2 separate regions of the Mus musculus genome follow, and region 2 is linked to region 1. A link is a contact called in public promoter capture Hi-C data. All regions are on one chromosome and are shown on one strand. Each heading gives the region's core, a stretch centred on a gene start, on an enhancer-like site or on the middle of the called end of the contact. The rest is flanking DNA. Distances are from core to core; before and after follow the strand shown. Region 1 holds the start of Spdl1 (spindle apparatus coiled-coil protein 1). Region 2 has its middle 39 kb from the start of Slit3.

Region 1 (7,386 bases), core at 1,928-4,427:
GTCACACTCAAAGAATGACGAGCTTCTCACAGCAACCAGCCTGCACTTGAGTAGCTATTGTCTTAGGAATTTTAACGGAGGGGAGAGTGGATATTTTTGTTGCTTCTCAGAATTCAGAAGCCTTTCCTATGCTCCGTGAACCCATTATCATGCAAGGAGGAATACGCCATCTCTGATGTAAAATGAAAATGGCAGACACAGAGGAATCCACCCCACCATAAACTTTTGGCATGTCAGCCATGCATGTGGACCTCAGTCTCATTTGGGAGACCTGTACTTCAAACTACTAAAGAGTGTAGGTTAATCTAGGAAGCTATCTAAAAATCGTTTCACTTGTGACATCTAGTGTCTGGACATGGTACTGGCTGTACTCTATCCAGGGCATCCCTAACAGTGCCTTTTAACTTCATGGAAAAAGATAAAAACCACAACAAATTTACTTTAAAGATTGTAAGTGACTTTTATTTATGATTCTAAGTTACAACAGTCCTCAGGATCTGAAGAGGTTTTAACAATTCCTTTCAACAAGATCAGGAAGTATTTGTGAATAGGAAACAAGTGAGACAGAGAGACCTCTTCAGGTCCCAGCTCAGCATCCACTTGATTTGAATCATCTGGCCACTGAAGATGGTCTTGAAGCTCAATTATTTGTGTGCCACTTAGTGCAAATGATTCCAGGTTACTTTCATGCAGTGGGCCAGTGTAGAAAGACGCGCCCAAATCAATGTTCTCCTATAAACTGCCTTTAACGATTAGAGAGAGAGGCCTTTAAGACTTTGTGAACATGGTCCTCTCCCTCGAGTCCATTTTTCCTTACTTCTGCCATCTTTCAAGACTCTGCTTAGTGCCAGTGCATTTGTAACTTTTTAAATGAATATCCAGACAAAATATACTTTTCCTTTTATGTAGGGTCATATGAATTTAAAAAAAAAAAGATTTATTTATTTTTATAAATAAGTACACTGTTGCTGTCTTCAAATGCACCAGAAGAGGGCATCAGACTTCATTATGGGTGGTTGTGAGCCACCATGTGGTTTCTGGGATTTGAACTCAGGTCCTTTTGGAAGAGCAGTCCAAAGCTTACCCACTGAGCCATCTCGCCAGCCCATGAATTTTTAATATATATGTGAGTATATTTGTGTGTGTGATAATTTCTACAGCCATGATTTTAAATATATATTTGTTGGGGTTCAGGAGTCGCCCACAAACCACACAAACACCAAGCTCAGTCAGACAGGGATGGTTTACTGAACACACACCCTAAGCTTGATCGATCAGGGCCATAGTTCAGAATCTGGCGGCCGAGGCTACAACTCCGAACATTTCTCAGGGTGTGCTTATAAAGGAAAATGCCACAATGAGCTCGTGTGCAGGTGCTGGAAGTGCTGTTCAGTGGTCAGCTCTGACTCAAGCTATTTTGGACATAACAGTTCATACTGATTTAATCTGATGGGTCCTATAGCTTTGTGGAATTTCTTAAGATTAACAATTGTCATACAGAACATAACAAGATATGTTATCAACATGACCTTGCTCTGAGTCAAGTTATTTTTCTGTGCCAATGAGTGGCAGGCATATCACAGCAACAGTATGAAAGAGCTGGCAGGCATGGAACAAAATGGCTACAGCTATGTTGGGGGGCACAGGCCTCAAGAATATTAAATATATGTAAATAATATACTGTGTTGTGAGCAACTCCCTGATAGTACGTTTAATCACACATCCTTCCAAGGTCTATGTCACTGCACCTGAGAGATAGTATGTGATTTAATATGTTCTCTCTGAATCAAAGAACAAAACAAGGAATTCATAAAGATTTTAGTTACAGGTATTAACTAGTCATGACTGGCCAACGATAGAGGTTATCTTCCTGACTCCTGAGTTGAAGAATCTGAGAATGATAGAAGAAATGGAATTTGCTTCATTTAATGAAGAACTCAGTGGTGATTATATCTGCTTGATGGATCATTGTTGTTTATCTTAAAACAGTTCAGTCCTTTAAAGTCTGGTCTAGCTCCATCAGAAATAACGGTCTACAAATGAAAATGAAGTGAGAAAGTCAAAGGGTGTGGAGCATCAAGATATTAAAACTCAATGGAGGCAATGCAGGAAAGGGGAAAAATAAACACTGACTACTGGACACTGAAGGTAAAAAATCACTGGGGTACAGTGCAGGATTGGCCTCATGATAAAACAAACAAAAACAAAAAGAAACGCTGGTGATCTTGTCAAGAGACAATTTACTGTACAATATAACAAACTAATCCCAGCACTCCCGAGGCAGAGGCTGGAGGATCTCTGTGAGTTCATCGCTTGTCCGGTCTGCAGGGAGAGTTCCAAGACAGTCAGGGCTACATAGAGACCCTGTCTCAAAAAGCTAAATAATAACGATGATGATGAAACTGAATAGTGAAAACCTTCTCAGACGTTTTGTTATATAAAGAAAAACAAAACGGGAATGTTACTGACTGGAGTTTCCGATTCACTTTTGGAATGTGTCACTTCGGCACCTTCATCTACAGAGGGCAAAGATTCAACACAGTAAACCACGATAAAAGACATAGAGCCAAGCCCATAGATAAAAAAGATATGATGCCAGGTGCCAGTTACTAGAGCTCTCCAGATTTCCCATTGCTTAAAAGTGTAAAGAATAAGCAAGTTTACAAGGAATTTCTATTTAGACACGCATGCCCTCGAGCTGTACTGCAAAACCAGCTGGGTTCGTCTCAATAGCAGTCCTATTGCGGTGATTTTGAATTACTTAGGTTTTCTTTGGAGGAGACTTTAATTTCCTCTGCGCAAAGTGCAAGGGCTGGCAGGGTGGTTCGCAGTCCTAACTGGGGCGAGCCCAGTGGAAGGTGGCACTGTGCTGGCCCTGGTGAGACTCAACGCCTTAGCTCCTAAAGGCGACTGCAGGCGGGCCAGCGAGGGGCTGACAATACCTTCCGACCCGGCGACACTGGCGTTGGTAAAGACGACAACAAATAAATAAACCAGAGAAACACACTTCACTAAAAGCAGACACTTCTAAGAAAACGAAGCAGCAGGAACGCCCAAAAGCCCAAGTCGCGGAGCATGCACATGCGCAGTCTCTGCAAGGCGCCCCACTCGTTTGCCCCGGAGGCGCGGATTGGACAAGACATCTCGTGAGAAACGTGAGTTCTCGCGGGAACCGTATTCAAAAATCCCCGGCGCTTACTTAGCAGTGCTGCTGCCGAGTGAAGAGGGAGTTATTTCTGTGCTGAGGTGGAGTTAGTGTCACGAATCTGGGAGTCCAGTGCTCTCCGGACAGGCCTCCGGTTGCAGCAGCCAGGAAGCGTGAGGAGAGAGGTAAGGGCGAGCGTCGGGAAGGGTGAACCGGGAGGAGGTGGGAGGAACGCCTGTTCTCAGGAACCTGAGTTCTCTGGAGCCGCCTTCCGGGTCGGTGTAGTCTTCGGTCGGACCGCTTCGCTGCGGGTTTGACTGCAGAAGGATAAATACGGTGCTGGGTGGTCTGGGACCTCCGAGTCTTGAATTCTCCAGTACCCTTAGCCAGTGGTGCAGTCTGAATTAACTTACAATTATGTAGCAGACACACAGGACGGAGTCTCATTGTAACATCTCATTCGCTTATGTTTTACTTATTTACTTTTTTTGTTGTTTTTCTTTTATTCACATTATATCCCAATCGCAGCCCCCTCCCCACTTTCCTCCCAGTCCCGCCCCCCAATCCCTATCCCCACTACTACCCCTCCCTCTTTTCTCAGAGAAGGGGAGTCGTGTCCCCCCCCCCCCCCAGTACCACCTCATCCTGGGACATCAAATCCCAGCGGAGTTAAATAAGCATGTTCCAACCAGGCGGTCCAGGTAGGGTAAGGGGTACAATGGCAGGCAGCAGAGTCAGAGACAGCCCTGCTTCAATTGTTAGGGGACCTGCAGGAAGACCAAGCTGCATATCTGCTACACATACGTAGGGGGCCTAGGTCCAGCCCCTGCATCCTCCTTAGTTGGTGGTTCAGCCTCAGTGAGCCCCCATGGGTCCAGGTTGATTGACTTGCATGTCTTCCTGTGGTGGCCTTGACCCCTTCAGCTTGCTCAATTCTATCCCCTACTCTTCCTCACGAGACTCCCAGAGCCCTGCCTGATGCCTGATGGGCCTTTGCTTCTGCTTCCATCTGCTGCTGGGTTAAGCCTCTCAAGACACAGTTATGTTAGGGCTGCAAACATAGCACGGGGTCGTTAATAGTGTCAGGGGTTGGCTCTCTCTCATGGGATGGGTTTCAAGTTGTGCCATTCAGTGGTTCTGCTCCATCTTTATCCCTGAGCCTCCTATAGGCAGGAGAACTTTGGGCTTGAAAGTTTTGCTTGGGTTTGTTTATTTATCTATTCAATGATTACAGATTGCAGTGGTAACATTTTGGATGTTTGGGTTAAATGTTTTCACTTGTACTTATTTGTGAAAATGTAACTACCCCCACCCCCCAAAAAAAAGTTTAAAATCCGTTTGGCTGGCATGGTATTTCTGTTGATGCCTAGTAAGAATTCATGTGTTCTTAATCTAGTTAGATGCCTTTTACTCTTTTTGTTTTTGTTTTTGTTTTGTTTTGTTTGTTTTTCGAGACAAGGTTTTTCTGAATAGCCCTGGCTGTCCTGGAACTCACTTTGTAGACCAGGCTGGCCTCGAACTCAGATATCTGCCTGCCTCTGCCTCCCGAGTGCTGGGATTAAAGGTGTGTGCCACCACCTCCCGGCTTTTTTGTTTTTGTTTGTTTGTTTGTTTCCTTTTACTCTTTTTATCTTATAGAATCTCTAAGATAGATGAAGCAAGATGCTCACAAAACTTTTTCACATTGATGTAGCCAGTTGGATGTGGAAGTGAGCTTTGAGCTCAGATAGCTAGCTCATCCACAGAACTTGCTGACACTTAAATGCCTTATACGGGTTGGGTTTTTGAGAAGTTGTGGTGAAAAGTGATTAGCACACTAGGCTTTGGAGCTCCACTTTGATTTTTATGTCATTTAGCCACATCTGTGTATCGCCTACTATTTTCTCTCAAACCTATCCTATTTTGTTTTGTTTTGTTTTGATTTTCTGAGACAGGGTTTCTCTGTGTAGTCCTGTCTGTCCTGGAACTCACTCTGTAGACCAGGCTGGCCTTGAACTCAGAAATCCACCTGCCTCTGCCTCCCAAGTGCTGGGATTAAAGGCGTGCACCACCACTGCCTGGCTCTCAAACCTATCCTAACCAGGCTTTTGCCTCACTTCTCCACCTTGGGCCAGTGACCTGCAGTTTCCAGTTTCTCATCTAATTTGCCTTAGTATCATTTGCCGTGATGGTTTCTTTCCACCTCCTGGAGGAATTTTGTCTTTTTGGCTCCCAGAAACATTACATGCTTTCCACTTACTTCCTGAGTAGTACCTGAGGATACTTCCGGTCTTTCCTTCATAGCAGCCTTCTGTTCTGAGACTTGTCAGCAGTTTTGCTCATCTTCTAGTGATAAGGAATCTTAAGGACTTAATGTTGGCACTCTCCAAATTTGTATTTTTAGTACAGCATATTCAAGTCATACTGAAAATATGAATTCTTGCTTTCTTCCCTGTAACATTTTTTTACCTCAGTGTCTCAGCCGAGGGTAGCTCCATTCTAGTAATTGCTTAGGCAGAAGGCTATATTCATTTTTCTTTTTACCTCCCAGAATCCACCTATCAGAAAATTGTATTGACTTGACCTTCACAAGTTTTGTAGAGTTCCGCCATTTCTCACTACCTACTGTGCTGTCACTGATAAGAGGAATTGTCCTGCAATTCAGAAATCAAATTCTAATACCCTTTTGGTTTTCTATGGCAGTACTGCTGACCATATATGTTTCTTCTCTTGCTCTGATGTCACTACATTTAGTCCCACGTTCAGCTCACGTAGTTATATTTTATCTTTCCAGTAGGTTGAGAACAGACATCATGGAGGCAGATATCACAAATCTTCGGAACAAACTCAAAGAGTGTGAAGACGAGCGACTGAAAGCTGCACACTATGGCCTACAGCTCTTGGAGAGGCAGACGGAACTGCAGAGCCAACTGGATAAATGTCATGAAGAAATGATGATCACAGCAGAGGTAGGGTCCAGTATACTAGTTTACAAGGAAGTACATCGGAACTAAAAACTTGTTTTGTGTGGTAGCTATCCTTTCTCATTTGAAGACCTAAACTGTCCCACCCCAACTGTGTTGAAAAGGAATTTCCAGTGTTCTTTCCAACAGTTGGTTGCCTCTGAGGTCAGCCTGGTTTCCTTGCTACATTTACTGCCTGGTGTGGTTCAATCCATGCTCTGCGTCAGTGACCTCACTCCTTTATAGTTCTAAACCTCTGAGTGCTCCATGGCCTTTCACCAAGCCTTTAGTGTATTCCAGTGCCTGCCACTGATGGGCGTCTCAAGCTTGACACAACCACTCTCTGTCTGCTAACTGGATGTTCACTTGCTTTGGTAAGAAGATTGGCATTCTGGATAGTTGCTTGAGCCTGAAGTCAAGGGGTCCCACATTTTATCCATCAATAAATCAAAGGACTTGACTCACATCTTAGTTAGGTTTCTACTGCTGTGATGAAACACCATGACCAAAAGAAGCTTGAGGAGAAACCGTTGATTTCATCTAGAGAAGTCAGACCAGGAGCCTGGAGCCAGGAGCTGATGCATAGGCCACGGAGGGATGGATGCTGCTTACTGGCTTGGCCAGCCTGTTTTTGGACACCACCCACAGTGAGCTGGGCTCTTTTACATCAATCATTAGTGAATAAAATGCCTCACAGACTTGCATACAGGTCAGTCTTACAAAGGTGTTTTCTCGGCTAAGATTTCCTCCTCACACATATGTCTAAGTTTGTGTTAATTTGTCAAAAAATAAACAACTCACACAGCCAAAATGTCTGCCTAAGATACTGCAGCTCTAGCCCAGACCACAGCCATCTTTCCATTGGACTGCTGTAGCCTACTGACTGCTTGCCAGCTTCCACCATTACCATTCATACGTCACACATTCAAGTGGCCATGAGAAAATAACAAGGTCCCCTTTCTTCCTTTCCTTCTGAAGCCGCACAGGGCTTTCTATTGTATTCTCAGAGTCTGAGCTCTTAACTTGGCTTTGTATATCCTCGTGTTCTGGCCTCTGCCTAAGTGAGCACCATGTTTCAAATGTGTTTTCTGTAGTCTTTCCTGTACTGGCTTTATACTGAACGTTTCTTCTGGAGTCATTCATCCACTCTTCTTGACTCTGCCCTCAACCACAGACTGTCAGTTAAATGTCCTGTCAGCATGATGGCTATACACTGACTGTACAATGTCAAGTTGTCAAAATTTGCTCTTATTCCTCTCCTACTGATTATCTCCAGAGTTGCACGCTGCATGAGAGGGA
Region 2 (7,386 bases), core at 1,330-3,829, 250 kb before region 1:
AAGGTCATCGGGCTAACAGTGTGAAGGCCCCAACATTCCAAATGAGAACTCTCTGATTAGTTTAAATATTTTCTTGAGGAATGCTCCGCTATATCAGGTCCACCTTAATTCTCCAGTGAGCCGTATCTACTGACTCTTGTTTGCGGTGGACTACGTTCCCAACATTTCATAAATTTTCTTGGAGCGCTATCACCAGTAGGACTGGCGTGTAAGTCAGAGAGCCACATGCACTCCACTCAGTGACTGTTTTACTGCAGAATGCTTCGGTAGATTCATCAACCAGGAGCTGTTTTCTTTTTAAACACCACTTTCGCAGTTGGAGATTTCTGTGCTATGCAAGTGCTATAAATTTGGACTTGAATTCCTCCAGGCATGAGCTGGGGAGACTGTGCTGAGCTACGGGGCATTCGGTTAATGTCTCTTTTGTGTTCTTAACCGTCTCATTTCCCAACCTTCTTCCCCAGAGGTTAGATCAGGAAGAAGGTGAGTCATAGCCTGCCCATCTATACATTTATACGTTTGCTATTTAGGTATCGGTCTAAAAATAATCACAAGGATCATTGCTCCGTAGTTCAAGACTTTTTTCCCTGTGGCAGAATATCTGTTTACAGCTTTTCTTCCTCTGTAAACATAGTGTAAAGATTTGAATTTATTGCTGAGTAGGGTCTGCTCACATATATTACTTGCTTTATATTTCCCCACTTTAGAGTCCTTTTGCATCTCTTCTAATGATGGGAATAAGTTTTGTTTGCGGTTTGCACTGCTGTACCTACATGTGCAAAGTGGTTCATAGCACATATCTGCGAGCATGTCTTCAGGCTGTGGTTTCTGTTGAATCACACAGTATGGCATGTTCATGTTCTAATAAGCATTGGATGGTTCTGGTGGAGAGCTGGGTGTTAATAGAGATGGCAACATTGTCTCTTAAGGATTTATGTCAATGCTCAGTTTCTTTTGACCTTACAAGCATCCTCATGTATGAAGATGCAACATCTTTTCATTATGGCTTTTTCCTTTTGAGTCAAGGTTTCTCTGTGTCTTAGGTTGTTTCCCTGTTTCAGTGATAAAATGCCCTGACAAAGCAACTCAAGGGAGAACAGGTTTCTGTCTGCTTATTGTTCAAGGATGTAGTCTATCATGGCAGGAGAAGTAGAGGCAACAGGAAAGATGTAGTCTTGGAGCAGTTGGCAGCACATCTAGTCAGGAAGCAGACATGGATGGATGTAGGTAGCTGTTCAGTTCTCTGTCTTAGCTTCTGTAATCCAAGCTTCCAGCCAGAGAATGGTGCCACACACAGCAGGTGGGCACTCCCACAACAATTAATGCAACCAGGAGACCATTTCTCAGGTGATTCCAAGTTCTGTCAAGTGGGCAACTACCATCACATCCTGCAGCCCAGGCTGACCATGAACTTGTAGCCATCTTCCCACATGCTGGGATTGCACTGCTGTATGGTGATGTTGAACATTTGATGTAGTCTTTTGCAGCTCTGTTAATTGGGGGGGGGGGGCTTATATGGTTGAGATGCCTGGAGCTTGTTGTCTAGTGATTTATTCTCAATTATCCCTCTGCTCTGCTACAGAGTGGTATGTTGCACAGGTCAAGTGGCCTTTCCTTGCTCCCCTGGGACCCATTTGGACCCTGAACTTGCAGCTCCATAACTCTTATCTTGGACTCCTAACTGCCATTGGGTCCATGCATGCACTGGCCACCCTAGACTTATGGAAATGCCCCCCCCCCCCTATATCATTAGTGTGAGAGAAAAGTATTGCTGAAGATGTAAACAGGGAGGGGAGGAATCACAACCATAGCAACGTTCGTTCATTGGAAGCCCTGAGACGGACTCTCTCTTAAGCTTTTACATTCCACAAATGATGCCTGGATTCAGGACCACTGGAGTTGAAGCTTTTATACGGCACAGAAAACTCACCAGCGATGAAGCCACTATATTCAGTTTGTGACCCAGTGTGAAAGTTTCATTTTGAAAGAATATCACAGACACAGGAGGAGGGTGGTTGTATTAGGGACACTATATGTATGACGCTGCTATAATCTACCTGCTGGTTTCTTTGCTTTCAGACCAGCACTTCTCTAGTGCCTTCACAAATCCCTTCCAAAGTCCTTTACTTAAAATAAAAATCAATGTTTCCATCCTCTGGCTGTTCATCACCTGCAGGGTGACATCCAACTCCTTAGCATTGTCTATGAGAATGTTTACAATCAGCCCCTCCTACCCTATCAATCAGCCTCCTAAGAATTCCTCATTCATTGTTGCTTCCCACAAACCTCCCTTGCTTTAATTAACCCTTCAGTAAACACACGTTTTTTAGTCTCCATGCACACACCATGACACTTCCTGCCATCCCTTAGTTTTTACATAAGAAACATTGGAGAACCACAGGTAAAGGCTTTTGTAACCTCAGGCAAAAAGAGCTTCTCTTACAACTTCATCTTCTCTGTAGATGAAACCCGAAAAAAAGGGCTCGGACAGAAAAAGTGGGGTCCATTCTGAGTCACAACTTCTTCCACTAGAAACTCTCCTCTTAGCTGTGAGTCATCTCAGGATCAGGTGACCGAGTTCTGTAATGAGGCTTCCCTTTGTGTTGGCTAGTGTTTGATAACTTGACACACGCTAAAGGGACTGAGAAGAGGGAATCTCAGTTAAGAAAACGCCTTCGTACTTAGCCTATTATCAAGCCCATGTGGCATTTTCTTAATTAGTGACTGGTGTGGGAGAACCCAGTCCATTGTCCAGTCTCACCCTTAGGCTGGTGGTCCTGATGTATATAAGTAAGCAGGCTGAGAAAAGCCACAGGGGCTTAGCTAACCAGTAAGCATCACTCTTATTGAACAGAAGTATGACCTCTGCTTCAGTTCCAGCCTCCAGGCTCTGCTTCGAGTTCCTCTGACTTTACTGGATGAGGGACTGTAAGCTATAAGCTGAAACACGCCCTTTGCTCATCAAGTTGCTTTTGGTCATGGTATTTTATCCTAGCAACAAGAATCTTAACAATGATATCTTTGGAATGCAAGATATTTGTCAATGCTATTAATTGAAATTTGCTAGGCAAATTCTGCAGTCTCTTCCATATTACATCTCAATTTTTTTTTAAATGGACAGATAACATGCTTGAAATTAGCAAGTAAGTTGAAGAGACATACTTATCCCGTGACTCCAGTGGGCTCTACTATAAGGATACCCACAAGCTTGTTTCCTGGAGTAAGGGCTTCCTTCAGCCATCCACCACTGCTATACATAACACACAAGACACTTGAGTCACCTTGCCTACTCACTGACCTTTGGACTCATTAGGTGGTTTCATATTTAAAGTGCGCTGTTGGTGCTGTTGGCCAATCTAGAATGCCTTCTCCTCTCAACTTGTCTGATAAGATTTCTCAGGCTTGGGGAACTCACTCTGCTCAGCACGTTGTCCCATACTCTTTGAGTTGGGCAATTGTGCTTACCTACAGTAAAGTTCTTATATTATCCACATTGATCACTCAGTGGAATCCATGCTGTCAAAGCCAGGTTCATATCTCAGATCTTTTGTTCCCTCTGGTAAGTAGATAGGACAATCATTTTGGGTACAGATCTATTTTGAGTTACCCTGTAAATATCTGTGGACTAAATGAAGCTGACCTCATGATAAGAAAAATGAAGGCAAAAGAACAGGAGGAGGAGAAGTTAACAAAGAGTGGGCTAACTAATGCGATGTTGACATCACACCTCACAGATCACAGCGTTGTTCACAGTTCTGTGAAGTAGGTTCTGTTATTGATCATATTTTACCTTTAAGATTAGCAAGTTTCTGAGCACTCAAGTAACTTCTTTAGTGGGCCAATCACAGTGGTACACAACTTAATTCCAGTACTCCAGGCAAGAGGCAGATGGATAGATCTCTGTGAGTTAGAGTCCAGCCTGGTCTACATAACAAGTTCCAGACCATACAGCTACATAGCAAGACTCAGTCTCAAACAACAACAAGCTCTCACACAAAAGAACAAAAGTAAAAAGTCTTCTTCAAAGATTGCATTCTATATTGGAACACCATTACTTGATCTTGAGTCTTAAATTCTTCACGAAAAGAGAAAGAGGGTGATCCTGGGACAGTAGCGGGGACAGGGGTGGAGGGTAGTGAAGTAGCCATACTAGGTATGATACTAGGTCAGAAACAGGAATTGTTTCCAGTAAGCACTCTACTGCCAGGTCAGTCAGTGCTTTCTCCCAGAAGGATGGTCTGTCCTGATCAGGTCCAATAGACAAAGGAACCTGACACAGGAGCCAGACCTTAAGGAGTGAGCTGTTAGGGAAGTGATCAGTTTTCCAGAAGACTGAGCTCTGTGAGACTGTGCCCCGGGCTACAGGGGGGCGTTTCTGAGCATCAGGGAAGCTCAGCAGCACAGAGAGGGGCTAGAAGAAAGGGCAACTGCCCGTCTAGAAAGAGCATGGTATTCTATCTTGCCTCTTTCTTCTTGACCTCTGCCTTTTTAGATCACTGGAGTCTTCTCTCTCATGTGACTCTTTCACAGAGAACCCCCTTCTTTTCTTCCACCTAACCCCTTACAAAATCTAAACTCGCACAGACCCTCTCAGGGAGATGCCACACCTGGCTGCAGCTCCTTTATCAGAAAAGAGTGTGGAAAATGATATTTTCCTTCTGCCATAGTAATGTACCCCACATTAGGCAGGCAGGACAGTAGGAACTGATACTTTAAAAGGTGCTGCTTGGTGTAACCTAAGGGTAAGGGTTTATTTCCCAAGAAGCCACTGGATATGCTGATGGCTGAACACTCGGTGGGTCTTTGTCCTTACAGTTTGGTGACTCAGGATCTCCCTGAGTGTGAGACTATGAAATGTGTGCGGGGAATTGGTAATGAGAGCCTGCTGATCAGGGTAGATTTGTCAGATTACAGGAAACCAATTCTGAGGGTCTCCTGCTGAGCTCTCTTAGGCCCTGAGACATTCAGCTGAATTATCTATTAAGAATATTTTTCTAAGTCTTTTGTCCTAATTTAGAGGCTGTAAACTCTTCGCTGTTGCTGGTCCACCACAAATACGAAACAGTCGTTTGCAAGGCAAGCAACTGATGGGCTGGCTCCCTCTGGATGCCTTGCACAGGGACTCTCCCTCTGCTGTTTTCTCCTCTGTCGAATGTATGTCTGATTGTTTTTCTGCTCCAGTGCACACCACACACGTGGTGGTGGTGGGAGTATAAATTTTCCTCCCAGAGATTTGTTTGGATACAGAATTTCTAAAAATATCCAAAGGGGATCGAAGGTACAGGGGGCAAATTAAGTTGTATAAAATCTGATGAGCCCAGCCCTCACTACAGCCCCTGTTTTAAAAACATGGCCTTAGAAACACTGACCTATTCTTCAACCTCCAGGAATGAAACATGGGATTATAAATCATATTTATTGAAAATATATTCTTACATTTTATTGAGGATTGTATATACGTCTTCATAGATTTGTTGAAGATATATTTATTGAAAACATATGTGTTGGGGCTATATTTGTTGGGGATTTTAGAATATATTTATTACTTAAGAATTCTTTAGCAAGGGCCTACAGTGTGTCAGAATGCCAGGAATAGACAAGGGAGACAAAATTGACTTGGTGTCTGCTCTCTCATTTCTAAAGTCTAGCAAGAGAGACAGGGCGATCAAATACACATGGCCCTCACATATGTGGTCTGACTTACAGATTTTCAACTTTACAGTGGTGTCAAAACCATGCACACTGAGAAAACCTAAACTTCAGATTATGAGTTCTGATCATTTCCTGGGATAGTGTTACAGAGCAATTCTAGGTCTTGTTGTTGTTGTTTTGTTATGCTTTTTACCACTATATTCACACGAAACATCTCATGATTTAGTGTAAAATAGACTTTTAATTGGATGCCTTTGCCCCTGAGTTTGCTAACGTAAATGTTCTGAGCACATTGATGATAGGTAGGGTAGGTTACATTGTTGGGTGGATAGCACATTGCATTCTTCTTTAACTTACTGATATTTTCAATTTATCATATCAGTTTATATTTACTCCTTGATAAACTCAACAGAAACCAGGGATCATCTATAACTACTTCAGTTGTGGGATGGGTTGTGAAGGGATATTTAAGGAATAGCTGAAATGCTTAATCCAAGTGAACCACAAAGATGTCCCCAAACAGTCTTTAGAGGAAGACATCAAGGGAACTGGAGTTTGCTCAGCAGGGCAAGACTGGGACTCAGGAAGACAGGAAGGCAAGTGCAAAGCCCAGGAAGGAGGAAGCTGTAAGAATGGAAGGGAAGACTGGCAGCCTGATGAGAGGCAGAATCTAACAGAGAGCTCTGGTGGCCATGCAGAGAGGAGCCTGTTCTCCGTCATGAAACCCCCAAGAAGCCACTAGAGGCTGTAGTAGTGGGAACCTCAGATGGAAACTTCTGGTTTCCTCACTTTATTTTTACATCCAGGCTGCATTTTTCCCTCCCTCTTCTCTTCCCAGTCCTCCCCACCCCCCATGTCCCCCCTCAAACCCCCATCAACTCCATTTCTCTTCAAAAAAGGGCAGGGCTCCCAAGAATACTAACCAGCCTTGGCATGACAAGTTACAGTAAGACTAGGTACCTTCCTTCCTATTGAGGCTAGATGCAGCAACCTAGCAGGAAAAAAGGGTTTCAAGTGCCAGCAACAGAGTCAGAAATACCCCCTTGCTCCCACTCTCAGGAGTTTCATGAGAAGAGCAGGCTATTACAACTGTTACATATGCATAGAGTGATGTGGGAAATATATTTTTAAAAAATAGAATTGGCACGTTCTTGCCCTTGTGCCTCCGCCCTGGCAGCCTGGACCGCCATGCACTGGCAGGCAATGGCTGACCTGTTATATCTCATGGAGACACTGACTCAGAACTCCAAAACACCCAGCTTGTTAGGTTCCCACTCGTGGGCCGTTACCACACCAGCCCAGTGCTTCAAATCCTCCACAGCCTTTGTGGCGCATATCAGACAAACTCATGCTTTGTTGCCATACCTTTCTCTCTTGAACCCAGACGAGCTGCCGCTGAAGGAAAACAAAACACAAACTTATTTCAGAAACAATGGTAACTCAATCTCTGGGTGCAACAACTAAAACCTAATCTTGTAAGCCCTATTAAAATCTGATTCCTCTGGTGGTGAATCCTTGAAGATCCGCCATGATACCAGGAAACTCTAGCAGCTACATCCTATACTTATGCTGTCTCTGTTCCAAAAGGACCTAACTCTCTCTTGCTTCTTCTCTTCCTCTGTCCACCCGGAAGTCCCACCTACTTGCCCAGCGATTGGCTCCTTAATTAATTAGGAGATTGGCTCACAAGAAGCCACCTGAGTACTTGACTCATTAAAAATACAAGTAGCAGCC

What was found. Promoter capture Hi-C pulls out the DNA fragments that hold promoters and counts their contacts.
Region 2: a promoter capture Hi-C map of trophoblast stem cells shows a contact between it and region 1, with 2.4 times the contacts expected there. The contact joins the enhancer-like site here to the promoter of Spdl1 in region 1. A contact is called at or near these places in 7 of 39 promoter capture datasets (the C10 cell line, embryonic stem cells, liver and 2 more), 1 of 484 Hi-C or Micro-C datasets (nephron progenitors) and 5 of 115 datasets of contacts at active chromatin or transcription factors (the 230-238 cell line, embryonic stem cells, extraembryonic endoderm stem cells and 1 more).

The regions. Positions count from the first base shown.
Region 1 is chr11:34,829,432-34,836,817 of GRCm38.p6, reverse strand. Spdl1 (spindle apparatus coiled-coil protein 1) reads left to right here and starts at 3,177. Exons shown (of 12, transcript NM_027411.2): 1 at 3,177-3,330; 2 at 5,919-6,093. The coding sequence starts at 5,938.
Region 2 is chr11:35,078,419-35,085,804 of GRCm38.p6, reverse strand. No RefSeq gene overlaps it. Among named protein-coding and RNA genes, the nearest start is that of Slit3, 39 kb to the left of the region's middle. Within about 2 kb of position 2,579, at least 17 of the 459 cell types and tissues checked have an H3K27ac peak or open chromatin away from gene starts, as enhancers often do. A contact at or near this core is called in trophoblast stem cells, where this site is marked.